2 separate regions of the Mus musculus genome follow, and region 2 is linked to region 1. A link is a contact called in public promoter capture Hi-C data. All regions are on one chromosome and are shown on one strand. Each heading gives the region's core, a stretch centred on a gene start, on an enhancer-like site or on the middle of the called end of the contact. The rest is flanking DNA. Distances are from core to core; before and after follow the strand shown. Region 1 holds the start of Ccnb2 (cyclin B2). Region 2 holds the start of BC065403 (cDNA sequence BC065403).

The links. Promoter capture Hi-C pulls out the DNA fragments that hold promoters and counts their contacts.
Region 2: a contact with region 1 is called in a promoter capture Hi-C map of erythroid cells, with 28 times the contacts expected there. The contact joins the promoter of BC065403 here to the promoter of Ccnb2 in region 1. A contact is called at or near these places in 1 of 39 promoter capture datasets (erythroid cells) and 1 of 9 other capture datasets (liver).

The regions. Positions count from the first base shown.
Region 1 is chr9:70,419,265-70,425,640 of GRCm38.p6, forward strand. It overlaps Ccnb2 (cyclin B2), which reads right to left and starts at 2,290. Exons shown (of 9, transcript NM_007630.2): 1 at 2,153-2,290. The coding sequence starts at 2,176. Rnf111 (ring finger 111) reads right to left here. Exons shown (of 15, transcript NM_033604.3): 15 at 6,160-6,376.
Region 2 is chr9:72,406,399-72,412,774 of GRCm38.p6, forward strand. BC065403 (cDNA sequence BC065403) reads right to left here and starts at 3,469. Exons shown (of 2, transcript NR_152222.1): 1 at 3,272-3,469; 2 at 2,246-3,090. It overlaps Gm27230 (a long non-coding RNA gene), which reads left to right. Exons shown (of 8, transcript XR_003948355.1): 6 at 2,890-2,932; 7 at 3,015-3,613; 8 at 4,319-4,497.

The DNA of each region.
Region 1 (6,376 bases), core at 1,040-3,539:
AGCTACCCTGGTAAGGTGAATATGCTGACATCTATTTTAAAAGGAGAAGGTAGAACTGGAGATGGCTCTCAGCAGTTAAGAGCATTAGCTTCTCCTGGCTTGTCGTGCTGTGGACTGGGTTCAATTCCCAGTATTCACATGGCAGCTTACAAACTGTAGCTCCATTCCAGGGGATCTGACATACTCTTCTGGCCCATGAACGGACTGCACACATGATGTACTCTATTTATGCACTTCAAACAAAAGCTTAATTTGTTTGGTTTTTCAAGACAGGGTTTCTCTATAGCCCTGGCTGTCCTGGAACTCATTCTGGAGACAAGGCTATCCTGGAAGTCGCTCTGGAGACCAGGCTGGCCTCAAACTTGCAGAGTTAGGTTTTGGTTTTTGTCTTTAAATTTAATTATTTTTTATGGGAAAAGGTACATTTAAAGAAATCTAAAAATGCTATTTGAAATATCACTCTCCATTAGGCAAACACCCACTGCCTTACCAATAAAACAAAGATCTTTTTACTGATCTTATAAATTGTTTTGCATATTCAAGCAGTTTTCAAGCGACACCAAAGCCTCCCACCTAAATGATTACTTCTTATAAGTAACCTGCGTCTGCTGTTAAGAGATCCCTGTCGGTTCTCTTAGAAACTTCCATTCACACAGTATAGCTGCAATGATAAAGAGCTTTGATACCAATAGTTAATGATAGCCCAGCTGTTTAAAACTCCATGTTTCAGACTTCACACCAGCTTGGGTTATAACGCCAACCAAAGAATAAGAAATAGCACTTCCAAGGAAAGCCCTTCAGAAACAGCTTCCTATAGCATAGACTCAAATTAAGGACATTCCCAATGACAACAGGATGGGGAAGTCATTTTACCTCTCAAGTATTGGGAGAGTCAGACTTGAATGAAAACGAAAAAAAAAAAAAATAGTGTTACTTGAAATTAATTGCCTTCATCTTGAATACAGTTAAGAAACAAGGCTTGCTATTCATACCCCAAAGTTTACAGTGTGGTACAATAACAAGTATTCCATGAGAAAAAAATATTTAACTTTCTGAGTGTTGGGGGAGGGGGGGAACTAATCCTACAAAACAAACAAAAAAACCTCTCCAAAGGTTGGGGTTTTTTTGTTTTTTTTTAAGATGACCTGTGTAGGATAGACCAGATAAACTGTACCCCATCCCTACACAAGACTTTAACTGTTAAATAATTTGAAAGAACAAATTAGACAAAAATTAACTTGTTAGTGGCAGTTAGAGCTACAAGACATGAACCCTGACTGTATGTTCCTCATTGTTTAGGATTCTGATCCCCAAATCTAAGCTGTTCGGTCTTTACTGCTAGCTTCCCACGGCTAAATTCAAAATGAGTTTGAAAGTTCAATTTCTTATGAGTTAAAGCCTGGTAATGAGGGGTACCCCTGAATTCACTGGGAAGAGGAATTGGAGGCTTTTAACTAGCCAGGACAATGGCAGCAGCTGTGTCGGGGGCCCTCTTGTTTTCAACTAAAGTAGACCGACCCTAGTACAATTAAAGCCTAAAAGTCAGTAATACTTTCATTCTCAAAAAGGTAATTAAAGGAATTTGGCCTTTTGCCCAACTGTCTGCCATCCTAGGATCCAAGTTTTGTACGTTTCCTCTTACACTTGGGTGTTTTTGTTTTTTGTTTTTTGCTTTTTTCGAGACAGGGTTTCTTTGAATAGCCCTGGCTGTCCTGGAACTCACTCTGTAGACCAGGCTGGCCTCGAACTCAGAAATCCGCCTGCCTCTGCCTCCCAAGTGCTGGGATTAAAGGCGTGCACCACCACCGCCCAGCACTTAGGTGGGTATTTGTTTTCATTTTGTTATTTCTGTTTTTTTTTTTTTTTAAGAGGACAAAACCACACTTTAATGACCTTGGCCAGGAAGGCAGTATGAAGACGCGAATGGGAAGCTCACACGAAGCAAACTGAAAAATGTGAAAAGTAGAGAAATGGCACTGGGCGGCTTCCCGGTTCCTCCCGGTCCTCATCCCCAGCGCAGCACAGCCCTGAGTGGTAACAGGAATGAAGACCCCAGGCCGGGCCTCTGGACCGCTTTAGCTCTGCCAGGGCCTCTCCGGCAGCCTCCCGGGCTACCCGGCAGGACAGGGCACCGTAGCCCCGGCGCACTCACCGTCGGGCGTCGGAGCAGCGCCATGAGGGCCGCCCTGGCAAGTGCGGACGAGGCACAGCCACTCCGGTCTGCGACACCGTTGGGAGGGTCAGGGCCCCGCCGCTCCGCGTCCACCGCCCGGTCCGCGATTCAAATACCGCGCCGCTGACGCACTATTGGGTAGACGCACGCAGGGCGCGCGCAACCCATTGGCTAGACTGGAAGGCCTTTCTGCACGTTGATTGGCTGGCTTGTATTTGCTTGTCATAGCAACCAGCGAGGCCACCAGGCTTTGTTGTTTCCTTGTCTACAGTCTTATTTTCAAATTCTAGTCCCTGATATTAAATAAAATAATTTTTCCTCCTACTGGAAAAGATTGTCTTAATTTTAGGGGTAGGAGTGGGGAGCCATCACCTAAGGACATATGTCTTTAAAAGTTTGTTCTGGGTTAGGTAGAAGTGGGTTCCAGAGAACTTCCTGGAAATGCTACTTCTGACCTTACTTCCTCTTCCGGAAACGTCTACCTGGGAATTTGGATTGGAATGGTCTGGCAAATGAAGCCATCGTCTCCAGGTCGTTCAGGGCTACAAGATGATTGTGACTCGGATGTGTACTGTATGTGGTCTTCCTAAAACAGATCCCCAGCAGAGTCATAATTCAAACTAGACGTGATTTGTGTGACTTCCAGCACAATACAGTAGAACTCAGAAACTATTTGTCAAATGACGGTGTGATGTGCACAAGATTTCAAAAGAAAAATAATGAGTATCCCAAGTTGTGAACAGTGAGAGACAAGACAGAAAACAAAAACAAAAACAAAAAACAAAACCAGAATATTACCCTGGGGAAAAGACTAGGTAACAACACAGAAAATGGTGCAGTGCCAGCAGAACGACTTGAGATCAGGCTACCCCATCAGTCTTGTTCAAGTCCCTTCTATTGGGAAATAATAAATGCTCCCTCCCCCTTCGCCCAAATCTGACATTTCCAATCTGAGTCTAAAGGAAGAACCAGTGTTGTCCAACACTCCCACCTGAAAAGACAAGGTGGCAGTACTACCCCTCGACCTAAATTACACATGGATATTGGAAACCAAAGGAGCAGAAATAACTATTTATATCCCATTAAGTTCTCTCAAGTACCTGCTAAAGGAAATGAAAGTTCTGTGGCTGCTGACTCTTGGTCCATCATCCTTACAATCACAGAGGTTACGCATAGCTTTCTCTTTCTTGGGAAGCTTTGGTTTGGATTGGGGAAGAAAATGTGCTCTGCAGTTTGTACTATTAGCACATGCTTGTAATAATTCCAGTTACTTGGGAGGCTAAGGCAGGAGGATTTTTTTTTTTCCTGAGACAGGGTTTCTTTGTATAGCCCTGGCAGTCCTGGAACTCACTCTGTAGACCAGGCTGGCCTTGAACTCAGAAATGGCAGGAGGACCTCTTAAACTCATGATTTCAGCACCAATTTGGCAACTCAGACCTATTCTCTAACTGAACTTTAACTTTAACAAAGCCATTGGCTGTACTTCAGGTTACTGTGGTGAATGGACTTCACAACATGGTCGCATGTGTTCTAGGCCGGTTTACAGCTTTCTATGTAGTTGAGGATGACCTTGAATTTTTTTTTAATACTTTAAAAAAAGATTTATTTATTTTATGTAATATGAGTACTGTCATCAGACACACCAGACAGACATTAGATTCCATTACAAATGATTGTAAGCCACCAGGTGGTTGCTGGGAATTGAACTGAGGACCTCTGGAAAAGGAATCAGTGCTCTTAACCCCTGAGCCATCTCTCCAGCCCGACCTTGAATTTCTAATCCTCCTGCCTCTACCTCCTGAGTGGGATTACAAGCTGCACTACAACTAGTATATTGCACTGTCAGAACCCAGGGCTTCCTGAGGCCAAGGGAGTCTACCATGAGCTGCATGGCTAGCCCCTGTGCTGAATCTAAAATGGCCAAATTGTATTGGTTTGGGATTCTTCTTCCATGCCCACTCATTTTAGCTACCCTTGATAGTCTCTAAGGTGGCCTAGCAGTCCCTGGATCACTGACCCACTGTGTAAAGTCTAGCTATCCCTTGCTAAATAGATGACAGTGAAAAGACCCAGTGAACCATCAGCTGTTCTCACCATGCAATTGAAAGTGTCAGACGTCTAAATCAAGCATGCTAGACAGACTATTCCAGTAGCACTCCCAAGCTGAATGTAGCCACAGGAAGACCACAGTGAAAGATGAGCTAGATTCCATTAGCATTACCCAAATTGAGCATCTGTGAGCAAATAAAAGTACTTGAAACCAAGTTTTGTGGTGGTTGTCACAAAACACTGACACATTGAGGGCACTTCTGTGACCTACAGTAAGTCTTTCATTGCTGGTTAGTATGTTTTTGTCTTCTCATGGGGCCACAAAATACTATAGTGGTTGGGATATGTGATCCCTTTAACAATCTGAATTCTCAATGGTGTCTTGGTACATGCTTTCAATGGAAAAGTGGAGTGCATTTACCATCTCCAGATGTTTTGCCATTTGATAGAGTCTTGAAGGGTATGTTTATACAATATGGAAGCATGAATCAGATGCAACAGGGAATCTTGAAGAGTTCTGACTCCAGTCAGAGAGAATGTTTACCTACAAAGACAGTATGTCCAAAGCAACGTCTTGGCAAGAAACCTACTTTTAAAACACTAGGCAGACAAACTGGCATGTCCCTGGCAAACAGGGAGCAATGGAGAAGGGTGCACAATGGTGACTTACAGCCTCTATATGCACATACATCACCACCCACACAAAATGTAACTTTAGAATACAGGGCATAAATTCTCACCATCTAGCAGCGACTGACATACATACTGACTTGTCTATACATACTGCTGCTGTGATTATAAAGTGAGAAGCAAAACACACACGGAGTAGAATCTGACTACAGGACAGAAGGAAGCTAAAGCTCTTGAAAATGCCCATTTAGTGACTAGTTGCTTGAACAAAGTTGCAGCAGAAATGCTAGCAGCACCTCATGATACTGCAGTTGCTTTGAAAGGCCAAACTTTTAGGAATTAAAGCAATAATTTATATTCTCTTTTTAAGATTTATTTTTAGTACTGTGTGTCTTTGTGGGTGGTGTAGTAGGAAACTCCAGCACTTGAGAGGCAGAGGGCAGGTGTAGCTCTTCTGAAATTGAGGCCAGCCTAGTCTACATAATGAATTCAAAGCCAGGGCTTACATCATGAGACCCTATCTCACAAAAATAAGAGTAAAACAAACATATATAAAGCAATACCAATTATAAAATAGGTCAAGGGCTTATTATCTAAACCTCGTATGTGAGAGAATTCGTATATTCTGAAAAAACACCAGTAGGACCTCATAGCATGGAACTCTCTTCATCTTTAAAAACATATGTATGTGCGTGTGCTGGGGGCAAGGTAGGGGGTTATGGATACATAAGTGCAGGTACCCACAGAGGCCAGAGGTGTCAGATCCTTCTGGAGCTTGGAAACTATCTGATACAGGTGCTGAGAATTGAACTCAAGCCACTGAGTCATCTCTCCACACACAACCCTAGCTTTCACCTTTTATTCTCAACCTCTTGGACAGACTCAGGCTCTAACGGCAGGCAGTCCTGTATGCATCACAGTTTTCTTGGTGGCTTTTCCCCAGGGAGACAGCAGACACTGCCCATCTACTCTTTCCTGATCTTCTATAATGTAGACTGGTAACCAAAGGTACCTTTGCCCAAAGGTACCTTTTTGAAGTGTTGGGCAAGGATCTCAGAACCCCTGTAGTTTAGAAATGTCTTAATATCAGGCTAGCGCACAAGTATACTTTTAACTATATCCACCCTCCATCTGCATCCATACCATGTTGATAATGAAATTAATGTACCATAATATTTACTAATATAAAAGGCAAAACTGAATGAATATAAGCACCAGAATATGCAAATATCAATCAGGTGGATATTATTTGAACTCCAAAGTGTCCAATGTAAACCATTTTATAAACACTAATTATGAAACACAAAGACAATAGAAATATAAGTTATTTATTAATCAATCCACTTACAAAGCAGGTGGCTTAATGCAAGCTTATTGACATCTTCACATATGATCCATGGGAACATGTCTTCCACATACAGACAGTGGTATTACTGACTGGATGCATTTGCAATCTTGGGCATATTAAGCATATTTAAACAAATAAAATTAGGCTATCCTGTATATGAAAGTATCTTGCTAATA
Region 2 (6,376 bases), core at 2,219-4,718, 2.0 Mb after region 1:
GACACAGGAAGATCCCTGCATCTTGCTGAACAGTTTAGCCAATCAGCAAGTTCCGGGGTCAGTGAGCCCTTCTTGGAAAAACAATAAAGTGGAGGGGTGGTGAGATGGCTTAGCACCTGCTGCTAAGGCAGATGAGCAGAATTTGATTCTGGGGACCCACATGGTGGAAGGAGAGAAGAGACTACTGAAAATTGTCTTCTGGCCTCCACATGCACAGCTCAGTATTAAAAAATGAAGACAGAGGAAAACAAGAAAGATGCTGAGCACTGACTTCGGGCCTCCATACACCATACATACATGCGTGTGTGCTCATGTGCGTGCACACACACACAGAGACAGACACACACATAGACACATACAGAGAGACACACATAGACACTCAGACACGTGCACGCACACACATGCACAGAGACACAGACATGCATACTTGAACACACACACACAGACACACACATAGTCTTACTCACACACACACACATACACACACAAGCACGCATGCACGCGTGCCTTACACTTATACTTACACTGCTGGCACACAGACTTGCCCCTAAAAGACAATGATCACTTTGAAAGGTACAGAACCACAGCCTGAAGAGATGAGGGAACATCCCTCTGCGGTGAGGGACAGAGAGTTGAGCCACAGTCTATGCAGTGACACTACAGCTCTTACTCTGGGATACCTGACCCCTCCGTCCTCCCTGTCACATACACTGCGTTGAACTAAATTACATGATGTGAAGCTGAAACTTCCTGTCTGCCTCCCAGACTTAGAAAACATGAAAAGCTCATGACTTTTCCTTCTTTCTTAGACTTGGTTCATTCCAGTGAAGATTCTCTACCCTCTCCCACCCCGCCCTCCCTCCTGCCATTCCTCTCTTGCACACACACACACACTCTTAATGAAGCTCCTTTGAAAATAATTATTTTATGTGTGATATTTCCCCTGCATGTATGTCTGTGTGCTACATGCATGCCTGGTACCCACTGAGGTTAGAAGACAGTGCTGGATATCCTGGAGATAGAGTTAAGGATGGTGAGCCACCGTTTGAGCACTCTGGGTAGAGCCTTGGGACGTCTTAACGGCTGCACCATCCCACCCGCCCTGTCCTTTCCAGGCTTTAAAGGGAAGCCTCTCTCCATCACGCTTGGGCCCCTCTATATTGTATTGTTTCTGTCCAATGCTCTCCCCCCAACCTCCCAGTCTGAGCTTGTCTTCTAGGTCCTTTCTCTTAATGATGCATCTTCGAAGGGGACTATGTGTCTGCTGCTTTCCTGGACCGACTGCTCCTGTTTTATTTTTACTTTTTAAATTATATTTAACACAGACATGAACACATATAAACATGAAAGCGTGTATAGTCTCACATCACAAAAACATACATGAAGATTGTGGGAGGCAGCCAGAAAGTTAGGAAATCATTTGTTATGGTAACAACAACAAAAAAAAAAACCCACATATGTCTAGCCATTGATTAGACTTTACATTTTTAAATATATTTAATATAATTAAATATAATATAATTAAATAAATATAGTCTAGAGTTATATAATATAAAGTAAAACTGTAAGTACTTTTGTCTAATTCCTATTTTATTTCCTGCTACTCAAAAACAAAAATTAAATGCAAGACAAAACTTGGTCTGATTCTGTTTCTTGTCCCCTTCTGCCTTCCATCTCACGAGAGGAAGCCTGGCTGCCCTGTGAGCAGCTCTCTCTCATGGGCTTGCTCAGAGCAGACCCAGAATGCTTCATCTTCCTCACACATACTTCTCTGGCTTTCACAAAGCCTTTCTGGAAGCCACTTCTGCCCAGAATGTCTGCCTCGGAGCCTCATGTCTCGTCTGTTCTATCCAGAGAAGGCAGGTTAAGCAGCCCTTTCCAGAAAGGCTTCCTTTGTCCGGACCACCTGATCTCTCTCGGGCATTCGGGTAGCTTTGCTAAATGTGGACACTGTAGTGCTGTGCACGTTAGCTTTTAAAAGCAAATGTTTGATCCCTGGTATACTTTGATCACTTGGGTACACTCGGACAGATAGCAGTGTCCTGCTTAGTTTCCTTTCCCTGAACCTTAGAACCGGGAGGGTAGAGCATCGGGCTGGATCGGAGCGCCACCTACTGGTACAGGTGTTAAAGACTGTCAGCTACATTGTGGCGTCCTCAGTGGTCTCAGGCACACACATTTACATACACTCAGTCACGAAGCAACTCCCAGTTGAATTAAGTACTGCAGAATGTGCTACAGCTAATTCAGACTTCATTCCAGTTTTAATAAGATCTATTTTTTTTCCAAAAGAAACACAATAGTGGGGGGGAAAAAAAGAAAGAAAATACTCGGTACTCAGGATATGAATGAAATGGCATCTCCAGAGGGCCGATGGGAATCCTGGACTTGCTTACTGGCTGTTTTGCAAAACAGGTTTTTAAAAAGTTACTTTTCAAAAATCATACACGAAATGAGGAACCAAAACAGTCGGGTATTAGGATCCGTTTAGAAAGCCCTAAGAAGTGGCTTTATAAAGAAGACTAGCTGGTTGGTCTGTTTATTCCAGGACAGTCATCCTTCTGTAAGATCTCCCCGCAGAACTAGCCACGTTTATGCCACAAACACCCGAGTAGGTGTGAATGCTCGGTGCAGATAGCAGAGTAATACTAGCAATCCTTAATCCCTAAAAGGATGTCATTTTTCAGTTTATTAAATATTTTCTCAACCCTTATCAATCTTAACTTTTCCAATCTTAGAAAACAATTTGTTTTGTGAGTAGATATAAATAAAACATACAGAAGTTGCTCTCTAAATCGAGAGAAAACTTTTCTTTGCGCACACTGGGGCCCGATGTGGATAACAGGATCATTAGCGACCAAACAGATGATGCCTCTTTCTCTCTAACAGAGACTCGCTCAGCGGCAGAGAGCCCTTCAATTCCAGCAGAGAGGTGAGCTCAGAACTTGTCACTGGTTTCTGCTTGTACTTAATCTTCCTGTTTATTCTTGCTTCATTAAAGTCAATCTCCACAGGGCAGACTGTCATCCGAGCTCGGCCCATCCTGCTGTCTGCGCTCTCCAGAGAGCGTGCTTGATCCTGATAAACAGACTGCGAGCCAGGCATGTGACTGAACGTGACTGAACTTCTTAAGGGAAATAGAAGACATAAAGGCGCCCCTCCCACACCCTCACAGCAGAATTTGTCAGGCAGGGCCATCCTCTCAATGGGGATGATGCTTTTCCAAAAGCCTGCCTTTCAGACTGTCTGAAGTGAGATAGAGGGTACTTACTGTTATCGTTGTGTGGCACGAGGCCCTTCAGGTTGCCTTAGCTGATGTCATTCATCTGCCAGGCCCCTCTCTTGGGATTCAGTATCATCTAGAAGCTGTCTCCTGAATGATGTGCTACCCCGCTAGGAACTGCAGACAAAGATACTGTCTGTGTTAGTTACTTCCTCATAGCTCTGACCACACGTCAGACTATCCCAGCATCCTCAAGATTTCAACATGAGAAAGCAAGAAAGGTCTTGAAGTCTGGACCCTTCCAGTAACTACTAGAAGTCCTATTGGAGGATTTACTACCCCACCCAAAGGGCTACTCTGGGCTTCCGGCCACCGTTCAGTTTCTCAGTGGTAAGAGCATTAGTGAAGTGGATTGACAGCTCAGCAGAGAAAAAGCTGCCCCAGCCGCTGTGGGGTTGGGGTGGGGTTGCAGCCTCTGCAGAGCCTCCCACGCTCAAAAGCTCAGCTCTCTACTCCATCTCTGGGCAGTGGCTTTTCCCTTGTACCTCTTACTTTGATCCTGTTTCTTGGCTTTTCTTAGGATGTATTATTTAGCACTTTATTCTTTTCCATCTTAAAATTGAATTGTTAAGTTAGGGGCTAGAACCAAGAGTTTGTGGAAATGGTTATGCAGTTCCTTCTATTAGGGGACTAGGGGAGTGTACTGAGTGAAGTTTCTCTTCTGGGTGCTGCTGGGAGACGAAGACTTCTGAGAGGTGAGGTATCAGGCCTTTCTTTGAGCATTGACAAAGAGGACATGTTGAGGTCCCCAAAGGAAGAACCCTCAAGGGAGCGGCCAGAGAGAGTTCAGGTGGGGGAAGTCGCAGGTCAGTTGAGGGACTTGGTTGATTTTTATGGCAACAGTGGCATCTGAACTCAGTCATGAAGGGTTTGGTTGCTCTGTGACATGGATACTTTGATTTTATCATTGTCAAGAGCTGAGAATACCACTTTTCATAAACATATATAGCACAAAATGTTAGGAGTGTCATTAGAGTCATTTCAGAAGTTGTTGAAGCTAAAATTTCTTTATTGGTTTCTTTTATGAAATTCAAGCCGGTAGTCAATAACAACTGGATTCAAGATCAAGCATTCCAACACAATTCAATCCAACAATATGCTAATTTGATGCTCACATAGTAAAGAATGATGAAACGAGAGAGCTGGCGAGATGGCTCAGCCGGTTAGAGCACTGACTGCTCTTCCAAAGGTCCTGAGTTCAAATCCCACCAACCACATGGTGGCTCACAACCACCTGTAAAGAGATCTGACGCCCTCTTCTGGTGTGTCTGAAGACAGCTACAGTGTACTTATGTATAATAACAAATAAATCTTTGGACTGGAGCGAGCGGAGCCAACCAGACTGAGCAGAGGTCCTAAATTCAATTCCCAACAACCACATGAAGGCTCACAACCATCTGTACAGCTACAGTGCACTCACATACATAAAATAAATAAATCTTAAAAAAAGAATGATTGGACAAAAATATTAAATGTCTTTGTTTTATATAATCTGTATATGTCTCTATATATGTCTTCTATATGTCTCTATGAGAATTGAAGACCTTGTATGTACAGAAAAAATACAAAATCCAACATACAGTAGCTCTGGCCTGAGCTGGGGTGATTCAGGCAGTGACCATGGGTGCTGTGTGGTGTCACAGTTCACCTGGTACATACAGACTGGCATGGTATGTTCAGATCGGAGGCTATAATGAAGTCACATGAAGCAACAAAGACAAGTACTTATACAGACACACTGATGCGTTGCATGCTTAGTTGGGAGTTAATTGTTTATGATTCATGTAGAAACCTTTCATTGTTGTCCAGACCGTCTCAGCCCCACATTCGCTTACCCCCATGTGGGACCACCACCCAGTTTAAGACGATGGACTTGTGGGTCCCAGTATCACGCTAGCTCTTATTTTTACGTCTCAAACCTTAGGACCAATCTACCTTTATACACTTGGAAAAATAATAGTCAAGTGCTTTAGCAGAAGTATAATTTCCCATTGTTTAATATGGCACAATATGTCAAGATCTGTCCACTTCAACTTTCCTCGTCTCCCAAATGTTCTTTATTCATGTTACCTGGCCATGACAGTGAAAAGAGAGATGAGACCCAAATAGCAAGCTTTTGAATGTATAGTGAAGGTTTTCCTAGCCAATCCAAGTAAATGTTTGGGGGACAGTGAACCTGAGGCTTGCTGAGCTGGGAGCCTTGTCTCCAGCTTGCATGCCCTGGCTCCCTCTAGTGTCCTTGGCTCAACCTTTTTTCCACAGAATTGAAGTATTCAAAATCTATACACTATTGAATGGAGGATTCACAGCCCACTTCAGCTGCGGCTTCCTTTTAACACCCCAAGTGACTCTTATGCATTGCTTTATCCACAGCAACTGTTCAAGCTTCTGTTATCTTCAATTGATGTCTCTTATTCCATTTGACTGTTTCTATTTTCTGCCTCCCCCTACCCCCCTCCGTCTCCCATCACAACTATAGCTTCAAAATAAGAACACACAATACAAGGCTTGCAGTATGTATCTAGCACTTTGAGTTTAGGATCCAAAAGACTAGAGTTAGCAGAAGTTGTGATGTGGTGACCACCATTCACAAGGTAGGAAGCCCACAGCAGTGCAGAGTTGCTGCTGTGTTAAGCCTGTGCGAGTAGCCAGTGAAATTTAAAGACACCGCATTAGAGGAGGCACAGACATCTGTAGACTGGCCCAGGTCTCACCAACCTTTCGTTGGTGGGGTGAGGCATGAAAAAGAGGACATGAGCAACAACCACCAAAGACAAAAAGCCACACGGAAGATGAAAATAAAGCCTGGGCCCCTCTGGTGAGAGGGGTGACATCAACTCAGAGGACCTGGCTGGTCTCATGGAGCTGGTGACATGAAAGCTTGACCTTGCAAGATGTGGAGGATTATGTGGGAGCAGGGAGGAAGTGTGGTGCCCTGAAGTATTTTCAGGGAAGGGTTTTGAAGGGAGGAGTTCTAGAAGTTGTGGCTAAGACAGGTTAGGGTTGAAGTGCAGGAGGCCTTGGATGCCAGCCAGGAAGTCCCCATTCTCCTAAGCAGAAGCCTAGGCCAGCTTTAGGAAGATGTGTGGAGCA